Regions from separate parts of the Mus musculus genome. Here region 1 is linked to region 2. A link is a contact called in public promoter capture Hi-C data. All regions are on one chromosome and are shown on one strand. The core of a region is the stretch at or near the end of the contact, and the rest is flanking DNA. Distances in the headings are between cores, read along the strand shown.

Evidence for each region. Promoter capture Hi-C pulls out the DNA fragments that hold promoters and counts their contacts.
Region 1: a promoter capture Hi-C map of hippocampal neurons shows a contact between it and region 2, with 5 times the contacts expected there. The contact joins the enhancer-like site here to the promoter of AI593442 in region 2. A contact is called at or near these places in 1 of 39 promoter capture datasets (hippocampal neurons), 1 of 15 datasets of contacts at CTCF or cohesin (the NIH/3T3 cell line), 2 of 484 Hi-C or Micro-C datasets (cerebellar granule neurons and cerebellum) and 3 of 115 datasets of contacts at active chromatin or transcription factors (SST interneurons, VIP interneurons and forebrain).

Annotation. Positions count from the first base shown.
Region 1 is chr9:52,956,655-52,961,912 of GRCm38.p6, reverse strand. No RefSeq gene overlaps it. Among named protein-coding and RNA genes, the nearest start is that of Gm39339, 81 kb to the right of the region's middle. Within about 2 kb of position 1,967, at least 9 of the 459 cell types and tissues checked have an H3K27ac peak or open chromatin away from gene starts, as enhancers often do. A contact at or near this core is called in SST interneurons, VIP interneurons, cerebellum and 1 more, where this site is marked.
Region 2 is chr9:52,677,469-52,682,907 of GRCm38.p6, reverse strand. It overlaps AI593442 (expressed sequence AI593442), which reads left to right and starts at 3,128. Exons shown (of 2, transcript NM_001286641.1): 1 at 3,128-3,325; 2 at 4,391-5,439. The coding sequence starts at 4,633. The coding sequence ends at 5,232. It overlaps Gm1715 (predicted gene 1715), which reads right to left and starts at 3,045. Exons shown (of 5, transcript NR_045333.1): 1 at 2,837-3,045.

The DNA.
Region 1 (5,258 bases), core at 718-3,217, 280 kb before region 2:
GGGCACAGGGTAATTATTATCTTAGATTCACTGTGCCTGTGTCAGGTTTTGGACATCTTCCTGAGCTTTGAGGTGAGGTGTTTTTTGCCTGTGAGTTCCATTGTACTCATACATGGTTCTGCACTGTTTCTTATTTTTCTGAGTTCATCATGACATGCTTTTCAGCATGTTCTTTCATGTTCAGTCCCCATTACCTTCACTGGTGTGTATTTTAAGGACATCTCAAGTTGTAACATCTTTCTGTCATTGTGTCCAGGGCATGCAGCTAGGCTTCTCCTTGGGATGGTCTCTGTTTTGTGTATTGGTCCTTTGGATGTACAGGGGAAAGACAGTGAGTACTTTGTGACTCCTGCCCATACATAAGTGGCATTCCAGACTAGTACCGTCTTGGCTTCTACTGGATTATTTATTGACTCATTGTGAGTGCTCATAGAATTTCTTTCTCCCAGACAAGCTGTGCTTGGATTGTGTATTTTAGAAAAGAAGTTCTTAACACAGAGAAAGGGTCAGAAAGACACTGGAGAAGAATAGTCTGTCTATATGATTCTTCATTGTTTAGTTTTCTGTTTTCTGGGTTTGAAGGTCAAACCCCACACCTTACACATGACAGATAAGTGATTTGCTGCTAAGCCAGATCCCCATCTCCTGCACCCAAGGTTCCTCTGGAGAGGGTTGGAAGATGAGGTTTGTGGGGCTCTGGAGACAGGTGGAAAGCAACATTACCTGTAGATGGCACTTCTTTTCCAAAATCTCATCTCATTTCTTCTTCGGGTCAATTGTACAACTTTTATTAAGACTCATCTATCCTGAAAAGAGTGGCTGTTTCCCCCCTCTTTCCCAGTATAAAGGGGACTTCTCTGCATGCTGGTGGACATTCACTTTAGATTGCTGTTTTCATGGATATACTTTCCAATCTTTCTCCCTAGTCCATCTCTTGTCTTCTTCCCTAAACCTTCCATCTTTGCCCCATACCTTTTCCTGAACTCTACCTCAGTCAGTAATTTACCTGCTCCTAAAATTGGTGAGCTTCTTTTTTTGTTTGTTTTTCAAGACAGGGTTTCTCTGTGTAGCCTTGGCTGTCCTGGAACTTACTCTGTAGACCAGACTGGCCCCGAACTCAGAAATCCTCCTGCCTCTGCCTCCCAAGTTCTGGGATTAAAGGTGTGTGCCACCATGCCTGGCTTGGTGAGCTTCTTATTGTCATGCATTCTGTGATGTGTCCTTTAGAGTGCCTCATGGTTTCTTCTCCTTCTCTAGTCTCAGAGTCTGAGGCACAGTTCAACGGGGCCTGGGAGTTCAATTGAACCACTATGTGCTGCTGTATTCATTTAAAGGTTGCAATTACACCCAAGAAGATAGTAACTACCATTTTGTATTGGGATGCATATTTTATCATGGTGCATTCTTGTGAGTTGTTACATGGGGAGTTTTAGTTATTTTCTACTGTAGATGAACACTGACATAGTATTAGATGTTAAAGATAAGGTGAGGGAGTTTCTGAGGTGAAATGATAAATATTGTCTCTCTCTGATGGCATCCCACCTAAATTATTGAGATGGAATGGCTGGTAGAGCTGGGTAACAGTCCCTCTCTTCAATCTTCCTTCTTACGTCTACCCAGTAAATGGCAAGAATGAGGGGAAGATATGGATATGGCCTTCCCCGTCTGGAACTCATTTATTTGGTATAAAGGATTCTAGAATAAGGTAGATTTTCCCCCCTTCATTATTTTCTAACAGATTTTCTCTCCCTGTTATGTTGTAAGATTGATTTCTCTCTTCAAAATGTGTTCATGGGGATGAGGGCTTTCCGGTGAAAGCATTACAAATCACCCACAAACCCCAGGCATCTTTGGGAGGAGCAAGGCTGTTTCTCTAAAACTCATTTTTCATGGAGAACAGCACCACCTGCCATCGTCCTGCATTTCCAATTTCAGAACGTCCTTGTCTGTTTGGAGCTCCGGTGTGTGAATTTCAGATGAGCCAGTGCCAGCTTTTCAGTTCACGCGCTTTGAGGAGACGCTGCAGTGGCAGCTGATGGAAACCCAGTGGCTGAGGAAGCCTGCCTGAATCAGAAGCCTGGGTTCCAGTGAAGTCTCCATCTTGCAGTTGCAGGGTTCTGGCTTGTCATCAGTCAGACCATATTTCAAAGTGACTTCACAGCAATCAAGTGATTGGCTCCTCCCAGGATCCTGTGGATGAGGGAGAGAAGGAAGCCAAGAGCTTGAATGGTTTTGTAAACCTTGGCTCAATGCATGATACTGGTAGAGCTGGCACAAGAACTCCATTCTTCTTCATTTTACCAAGGATCCAAGGCCTGGAGCATGGTATTTAGAACTCTGCAGAAAGCTTCTTGGGTTGTTTAGCAGCAAGGAACTGGAATGGAATCAGAAAATTAGCATCAAGGTATTTGGCTTTTTAATTAGCCATCAACGTATCTTTATATTAAATTCCTGCTATAATATTTGACTTCCTGTAGGTAGCCAGCAAATGTCTGTTAAAGTGATGAGTAAGCTTTCTTCTGTGCTCTGAGAAAATAGAGCTCTGCCTGGACGAGTCAAAGCAGACAGATTAGAGAGTGACTGCAGAGGTATGACCCTGAGGCTTTGAACAGGACGACGACAACAACAACAACAACAACAACAACAACAACAACAACAACAAAATATGATGCAAAATGAGCCCTAGGATTTCTGTATCTCCTATACAGACCTTCTGTGCTTTGGACACGCAGACACACAGACATATTTATATATGTGTGTATGTATGTATGCATGCATGTTATGTGTTTAGATACTGGAAACCCCTCTGAGAAAAGAACAACTATATTCTATTACACATTTCTTTCCCAGTGACCATTGTGGCTTTGGAGTACATGGCCCAGGCACAAGGTTTAAAGAGTTTAGAGGAGTAGTTGTTGGGATTTGATTTTTGCCTCCATGCTTGATGCTATTCAACTCTTTAACCTTTTTATTGGGCTCATTGTTTTATGGCTGGGAATAGAAGTATCACAATCAATCATACAACTCAGACAAGATTTGTTGCTTGGTATTTTCTTGACTCTTCTTACATAGGTCATGGTGTTGCATGTATGTATGTATGTATGTATGTATGTATGTATGTATGTATCACTTTCACTGAGTGTCTGAAGCTGCATCTTTGCATCCCCTTTGACCATCACCCATACAAAGCATTGCTTCTAGTCTTGCTTGTTTTTACCTGGCAGCTCCTACTCACCGTGGTTTAATAGGGGTAAAAACATTTACAAGTTGGGAATATAAAGTCTTATCAAAATACTAACCAAGGCAGTTTTGAATGCAGAACAAGTCAGATTAAGTCCATCTGTGTACTGATGAGGAAACAGACTCTGAAGAGGTTTTGTGCACACCATCTTTTCAGAGAACTGGTGATTGAGTTGAGCATAGAACCAGGTCTCTTTACGTTCCCCTTTTTATTTTTAAAGTTGCTTTTAATTGGTAATTAATAATAATAATAATAATAATAATAATAATAAAATCAGGTATAACGTGGAGCCTCAGGACTGATTAAAGTGTACTATCTCATATAGGTCATCCTTTCTCCCTTCTCACTGAAACCTAATACTTGACAGAAGCAACTTACTAGAAAAGGATGTGTTCAGTTCAAGATGTCATGATTGGGAAGGCGTGGCAGCCCATGGGAGCCATCATTCACTGGGAGTGCAGACTGCCATGTTCTTGTCTATCTTCTTGTCTGACTGAACAGGAGGGAGGGAGGGAGGGAGGGAGGGAGGGAGGGAGGGAGGGAGAGAGGGAGGGAAGAGGAGCTCAAGTTTTACCTCTTAAAGATCTAATAACATCCCAAAATAGCTTCCTAAGCTGAAGATCGAGTATTAAAAGACACAAGCCTACAGAGGTCTTTGAGGTTCACACTCAAACAGTAAGGACATATTTAACTTTTAGAGATAGGAACCTTACAATTTACACTTTAAGTGTTTCTTCAGAATTTATTTTATTGTTACTGGCTTTAGTCACTATATTGATCTCTTGAATGAGTATTTATCATCCAAATGAAAATAGGTGTTCTTAGATCAGTACCTCTTAATTTTTCCTTCTCTTGCTGTGGCTTTATGGCTCCTCCTTCTTCAACATATAAAAACATCTAAGTTCACTGAGTTAGTAACAGGACCTATAGAAAGGTCTTTTTTTAGCTCAGTGGGCATACTCGCTTCTCTGTCCCCTGTCCATCTTCACCCTGGGGTCAAGAGGAGGAATTTCAGAAGCAAGAGCTTTCACTGCCGAATATTGTTATCTCAAGAGTCAAGGCCATGGGCCATTAGCAAAAGCATTACAGCTAGTTCCTACAAAGAACTCTGATGTGATCCCCATGGTAATATGACCAGAGTGGAAATGGCAGTTGTAATGCATCAGGGAGCTGATTGTTAGCTGTGGAAGACCACAGACCATAGATATAAGGAGCTCCTTGGGACCCATGATCTCATACTGGTGATGCTGGATGCCAGCCAAAGTTTGTAAATGAATGAGCCTGAACAAACTTGATTTGTTAAGCTGCATAGAAGTAGAGAGAGTCAGATTCCAGATTGTGTCTGGTTCTGGTAAATGATTGAGCTCCATATTGGTTTTTTTTTTTAAGTGGATTCTTCTCTCATGCAATACATCCTGACCACAGTTTCCCTTTCCCCCACTCCTCACAGTTTCCTTTGCCACATCCTCTAAATCCACACTCCTTCATCTCCCTTCAGAAAAGAGCAGACCTCCAAGAGACAACAACCAAACACAATAAAACAACACAATAAGACAAGGCAAAAGCTCTAATACTGAGGCTGGACAAGGCAACCCAACAGGAGGAAAAGAGTCCCAAGATCAGATAAAAGAGGGGCTGGAGAGATGGCTCAGTGCTTAAGAGCACTGACTGCTCTTCCAGAGTTACTGAGTTCAATTTCCAGCAACCACATGGTGGCTCACAACCATCTGTAATTGGGATCTGATGCCCTCTTCTGGTGTGTCTGAAGATAGCTATACTGCACTCATATAAATAATTTTTAAGAAAGAATGAATGATTCTTTCCAGCTTCTGGCTATTATAAATAAGGCTGCTATGAAGATAGTGGAGCATGTGTCCTTCTTACCAGTTGGAACATCTTCTGGATATATGCCCAGGAGAGGTATTGCTGGATCCTCTGGTAGTACTATGTCCAATTTTCTGAGGAACCGCCAGCCTGATTTCCAGAGTGGTTGTACAAGCCTGCAATCCCACCAACA
Region 2 (5,439 bases), core at 1,879-4,378:
TATTTTATTTATTTTTGGGACAGGGTATTTTGTAGCTGGTCTTATACTCCTTAAGTGGCTGGGGTGACCTTGAACTTCTGATCCTACCACCTAAGCACTAAGATTATAGGCAAACAATACCACACTCAGTTTTCTACAGTGCTGGGGAGCAAATCCAAGGCTATGAGCATGCCAGGCAGGTGCTATGAGATGTACCCCCAGCCCTTCAGACACCTTTGTTGAATAAATGAACAGTAGATGAATAAATAAAGAGATTTGATTCTGATAACAATAGCTTTGTAGGGTTGTAGTAAGGATAAATGTTAATATGCAGAGCTTAACACAGCCCGAATCTTACTGTTTTACAAGTAAAATAATAAATATAATAATTATTATTACCCACCCTGGGAATCTTTGATGGATGTACAGGTGCCTGTGTGGTCCTTCTTTCTAGGCTAGATAGAAATGCCTAATTTAAACTTGTGTTATAATATACTTCTGACTCTATGAAATATGCTTGAGCCCAGAGAGGATTTCCCATCAAGAGAAGAGTCCGAAAGCCTCAGATGCTCTTTGGTTCTCCAGTCTTAAGGAGTATAAGCTAAACAACTGGCAGCTATTGCATGGAAGTCTTGAGTGGAACCACGTGCAGCAAAATTGTCCAGCCATCCAGAGAGGTCAAGATCCTGTAATCAAGAGCATGTTTCCCCCACCCCCACTATTCCTTGGGGTTGAATCATACCACCCCAGTTTATATTATTTGGTTTCGGCACAAAATTCATGAATTTACAGACCAGAAGAGGAGATATAGAAAGGCTTAATGGGATTTTGGCTTGAAAATGTATGTCTTTAATTTGCCTAAAACATTTGCAGTTAAATACCACTATCTCCCAAGTCACACCGAACTGTAGTATGATGCAAGCTATCTAGGGTGAGACTTTGTCTTTCACAGGTTGTGGGAAAAGGCACAGACACCTTCAGCATTCTTAGCATAGCAGATGGTCTCATTTGTAACAAAAGAGTAAGAACACTGGCAGTCCATGACATAATCTGAAATTATGACATGTAAAAAGAATGCCTGTGCTGATGTAACCCCAATACCAGACGTTGTTGAGCTATATCTCCTCTGGAAACACTTAATGACTGCCCCAAGTCTAGAATACAGACTATAAAGGGTTAATTCCGTATAGAGAGTTCTTTTTACAAGACAACCTTTCTCCCCTGCTAAAGAGTTTTCCTAAACAGCCAGATCTCTTTCTGGAGTATTCAAACTTGGATTTGCTTTACAATATGTTGATGAGACTCTGCTGAGAGTGTCCACAAAAGAGCCACTGCCTGTCTGGTATCCACAGTGAAGTCTCACAGGTCACAGTGAAGCAAGCAAGCAACGACTCACCACTCTCTGAGGTCAGTGAATCCAGAGTCACTCGATGTGGAGGGTGGCTTTAACAGGCATCAGGCCCTCTACTTCTGGGAAGGAACACTTATGCAAATATCTAGGTCATTGGCCATCCTTTACTGTGTGACTTTGGCAGTCAAAGGGCATCAGTCTGTGGTCTGAAGCAACTGTGCATTGTTCAGCCTGTACTGAACTGTTATCTTAAGTGGAATTCTTTTTCTTATTGATACATATGAAGATGGAACTGATACTTCCCTTCTCTTTGTAGTGCTGTGAATAGAACCCAAGGCCTTTGGCATCTTACACAAGTGCTTTAACATTGTGCTGCTCCCCAGGCCCCAGATGATTTGTGCTCAAATAAACGAAAGCAGAGATGGGGTGGGGGAAGAATATGGAGTGCCATGCATTTATGGCGTGAGCAGGAGGAAAATGAGAATTTGGAGTAGGGGTAGATGGGTACATAGGGTCAGAAGGAGAAATCTTTTTTTCTTCATATCTGACCTCACTTCCTGACTGTAGCTGATAGGAGTGAGTAAGTGGCAGCTAGTATTCCCCTTAGCTTTCCTTCATGATGTATAGCATGAAGAGGAGGCAGGAACACACACTCCACGACTGACCAACTCGGTGAGAAAATGTTGCACACTTTCTAGACTCAAAGACAGGAGGTAAACAAGACAGGAGAGAAGAAAGAAAAAAGCAAAACAAAACACGGTTTTAATAAGTTATCTCAGTGCCCTAAAGACCATACTCTGTTTAGTTAGTGTTCCAAGCAAGCGTTCCCAATCACTCACATAAAGCAAAGCATACTCTATTTTGAAGATGGTTACTATAATAGAATACACTATTTCTGTTTCTGAAAGGATCCCAAACTAGTCGTTCACTGGTCTCTATAAGATTTTTTTGCAGGCTGCTAAGAGCCTTTTTAGGAGATGTAAACATTTAACTGAAAAAGCAAATGTATCAAGAATCAAGCACGTTGACAAAAAATTAGAATCAACGAAGGGACATTTTTTTAGCAGTACACACAATGTTGAGAATTTTTACGGGTCATTGGTTCCTGCACTTCTCTTTGTAATTTCCCCTTCCCACCCTTCAAGCCCATGTATGCTTTGTGTCTTCAGAATGTGGGATCCTCGAAAAAAAAAGGGGTGTTCAATACACCGAATGGATCCTGGGCCTGAAGATGAGCGTGCGGGGGAAGAAATCAAAAAGCAGATGGGATGACATACTTTGGAGACTGGTGGAGAGATGCAGTCTTTGATGCATATTTAGGTTCCTGATTCTGATTCTGTCACAGTTGTGTTGACAAATGTCCTTGCCATCTCCCTAGTATAAGCAGTTTATGCTTAGAACCAGAGGCAGAAAAATAGGATTGGGGAGTAGCAGGGACTCTGATCAGTCAACAGGAAAAAAAAGTGTACCCCCAGGGGAGAAGATTCTCCTGGAGCAAAACTGTACCTGGAGACCGGTTGAGGTTGAAGCATAGAGCAATGGAAGAACTGAAGCCTGCTTCTTCCTAGGCAAAGGAGTGCTTGTGCTGAATGAAGGTGGGTTGCTGGCAGGGTGGAGGTGGGGATGGGGGTGGGTTTGCTCCTCCCAGCCCCAAAGCTGGGGAACAGCAGGAAACTGGGAATGGTGTTGGAGAGGCTGTTATGCCAGGACAAGGTGTTGGGTATGAGGGTGGGTGGGGGCCTGAGGGGTGGCTTGGAGCCCTGGCGGTGGCTGCCTGACGTCACCGGCCTCTCTGGCAATAGGCTAAGAGCTGAGCTCCCCATAGCAGCAGCAGCAGCAGCAGCAAAGGCAGCGGCGGCGGCGGCGGCGGCGGCGGTGGCGGCGGCGAGGGTGGCAGCAGCAGCGCGGCTCTGTCTCTGGTCCCAGCGCTCCGTGCCTTCTGCAGCCGCCACTGCAGCCAAGGGCTCCTTCTCTGCAACTGGCTGGTCCTTCCAGGTAAGAGACAGTGGTCAGGATGAAGGCTTCCATGGCCAGGGGCCCCAGTGGCAGGATGAGGGCGGGTAAGACCACTCCCGCGGCCTGCGCAGGCACCTCTGGACAGAGCTTCAGCCCCCGCCCCTTCCCTGGTGGAGGCTAGCGCTTTGCCTTGCTGCTCCGCAGTGCAACAGTTTGCACCTGCCTTTTGGGAGAGGCAAGGGAGCTGTGCTGCCTGCCGCGGGTCCTCCGGCTTGGTCCTCTGCCACAGCCTCTGGGCCCTGGGGCCAGGGCCCGGGGAAGGCTGGAGACAAGGTCGGTTCCCCAAACTTTGCAAGCGGGAACCCTTCCCCTTTCAGTTCCTGCTCTGGAAGAAAGAAAAAGGATTTTGGATACTGTCAAGTGGGAGGCTCAGGGAGATGAGGGGTGGGGGGCGCTTGGGAGGATGTGCCTCCGCTGAGAAGGGTGTTTCAGCTGCTTTTGATAGGGAGAAAGGGGGAGGAAGGTAGCAAGGAAGAAGGCTGGAGAAAGGTCGAGTATGATCCTGTGTGCCAGATCCAGCGGGTCAGCTGCGGCTAGGGACAGAGGCAGTGGGGTGTATCCCCTTGGGACGGGGACCTTGGGGGTCTGAACGTCCAGGCTGGAAGTGTTTGGAGAGGGAGGGATGGGGAAGGAGGACTGCGTACAGGGAGCCTGCTTGGAGTGCGTGCTGGCGAGATTGGATCCTGAGAGGAGGTCCACAGGACACAGAGAAGAGGGCAGTTGGCTTTCTGGGAAGTAGAGAAAGCCGCTGTGGCGGCCGCTGTTGGTGGCAATTAGAAAGTTGTGCAGGGGGCAGGGCAGCTGCCTTCTCTGCTGAGTAACCAGTGTCTCCGCGGTGCGGTACGGACGCCAGACCCCATCTGAGCCAGCGGAGCATCTAGCGCGGCTCTCCTGGGCTGCCAGGAGCGGTAGGGTTGGGTTGGTGGGTTGTGGAGATGACAGAGTCCATTTGAGGGCCGCTTGACAGTGGTGTCAGATCCCTCTCTTTCTCTGCACTCGCCTTGGCTGTGGCCGGGACCCTAACTAATCCTGTTTTCTTTGCAGCACTGTGCCTGGGGAAAGGAAACAGGATCAAAGAAGACCAGAGACACTCTCCCTGGGGCCACTAGCTCTGGCCCGCTTGCTTGGCGGCAGTTGCTCCCTCAGTCTTTGGCTGGAGAGCTCACTCCCTCCAGCGCTAAAGAGCAGTTGGGGTGGTGTGGGTTCCTGTCCACGTCTTGGCTGGTGGGAACCGTGTGTCCAACAGAGGAAGCCTGGTGGGCCTGGCCCCTCTCAGCCCAGCGCCGATGAGTGCCAGGGCGCCGAAAGAGCTGAGGCTGGCCCTGCCGCCTTGTCTCCTGAACCGGACCTTTGCTTCCCACAACGCCAGTGGAGGCAGCAGCGCAGGTCTCCGCAGCTCAGGCGCAGGTGGTGGCACTTGCATCACGCAGGTGGGACAGCAGCTCTTCCAGTCTTTTTCATCTACGCTGGTGCTGATTGTCCTGGTCACTCTCATCTTCTGTCTCCTCGTGCTGTCCCTCTCCACTTTCCACATCCACAAGCGTAGGATGAAGAAGCGGAAGATGCAGAGGGCTCAGGAAGAATATGAGCGAGATCATTGCAGCGGCAGCCACGGTGGTGGGGGGCTGCCTCGGGCAGGTGTTCAAGCTCCAACCCATGGAAAAGAAACCCGACTGGAGAGGCAGCCCCGGGACTCCGCTTTCTGCACCCCCTCCAATGCTACTTCTTCTTCCTCCTCCTCCTCCTCATCCCCTGGTCTCCTGTGCCAGGGTCCCTGTGCGCCTCCGCCTCCACTGCCAGCCCCCACTCCACAAGGAGCACCCGCAGCTTCCTCCTGCTTGGACACACCTGGCGAGGGCCTTTTGCAAACGGTGGTACTGTCCTGATTGCGCAGCCCCTCTCCTGACCCTTTCCTCGTCTCCAGCATCTTGACCGTCCTCGCTTTTGTTCCTCCTTCCTTCCTTTTCCGTTCTCCTTTGGCCCCTGTTTTCTCTGCCCTCTTTCCTTACCTGGCCACCCTTTCACTGTCTCTCCTCCGCCGAGGCACTGTGCGGTATTTGTAAATATTGGGCGAGGAAAGTCTCAGAGGAAGA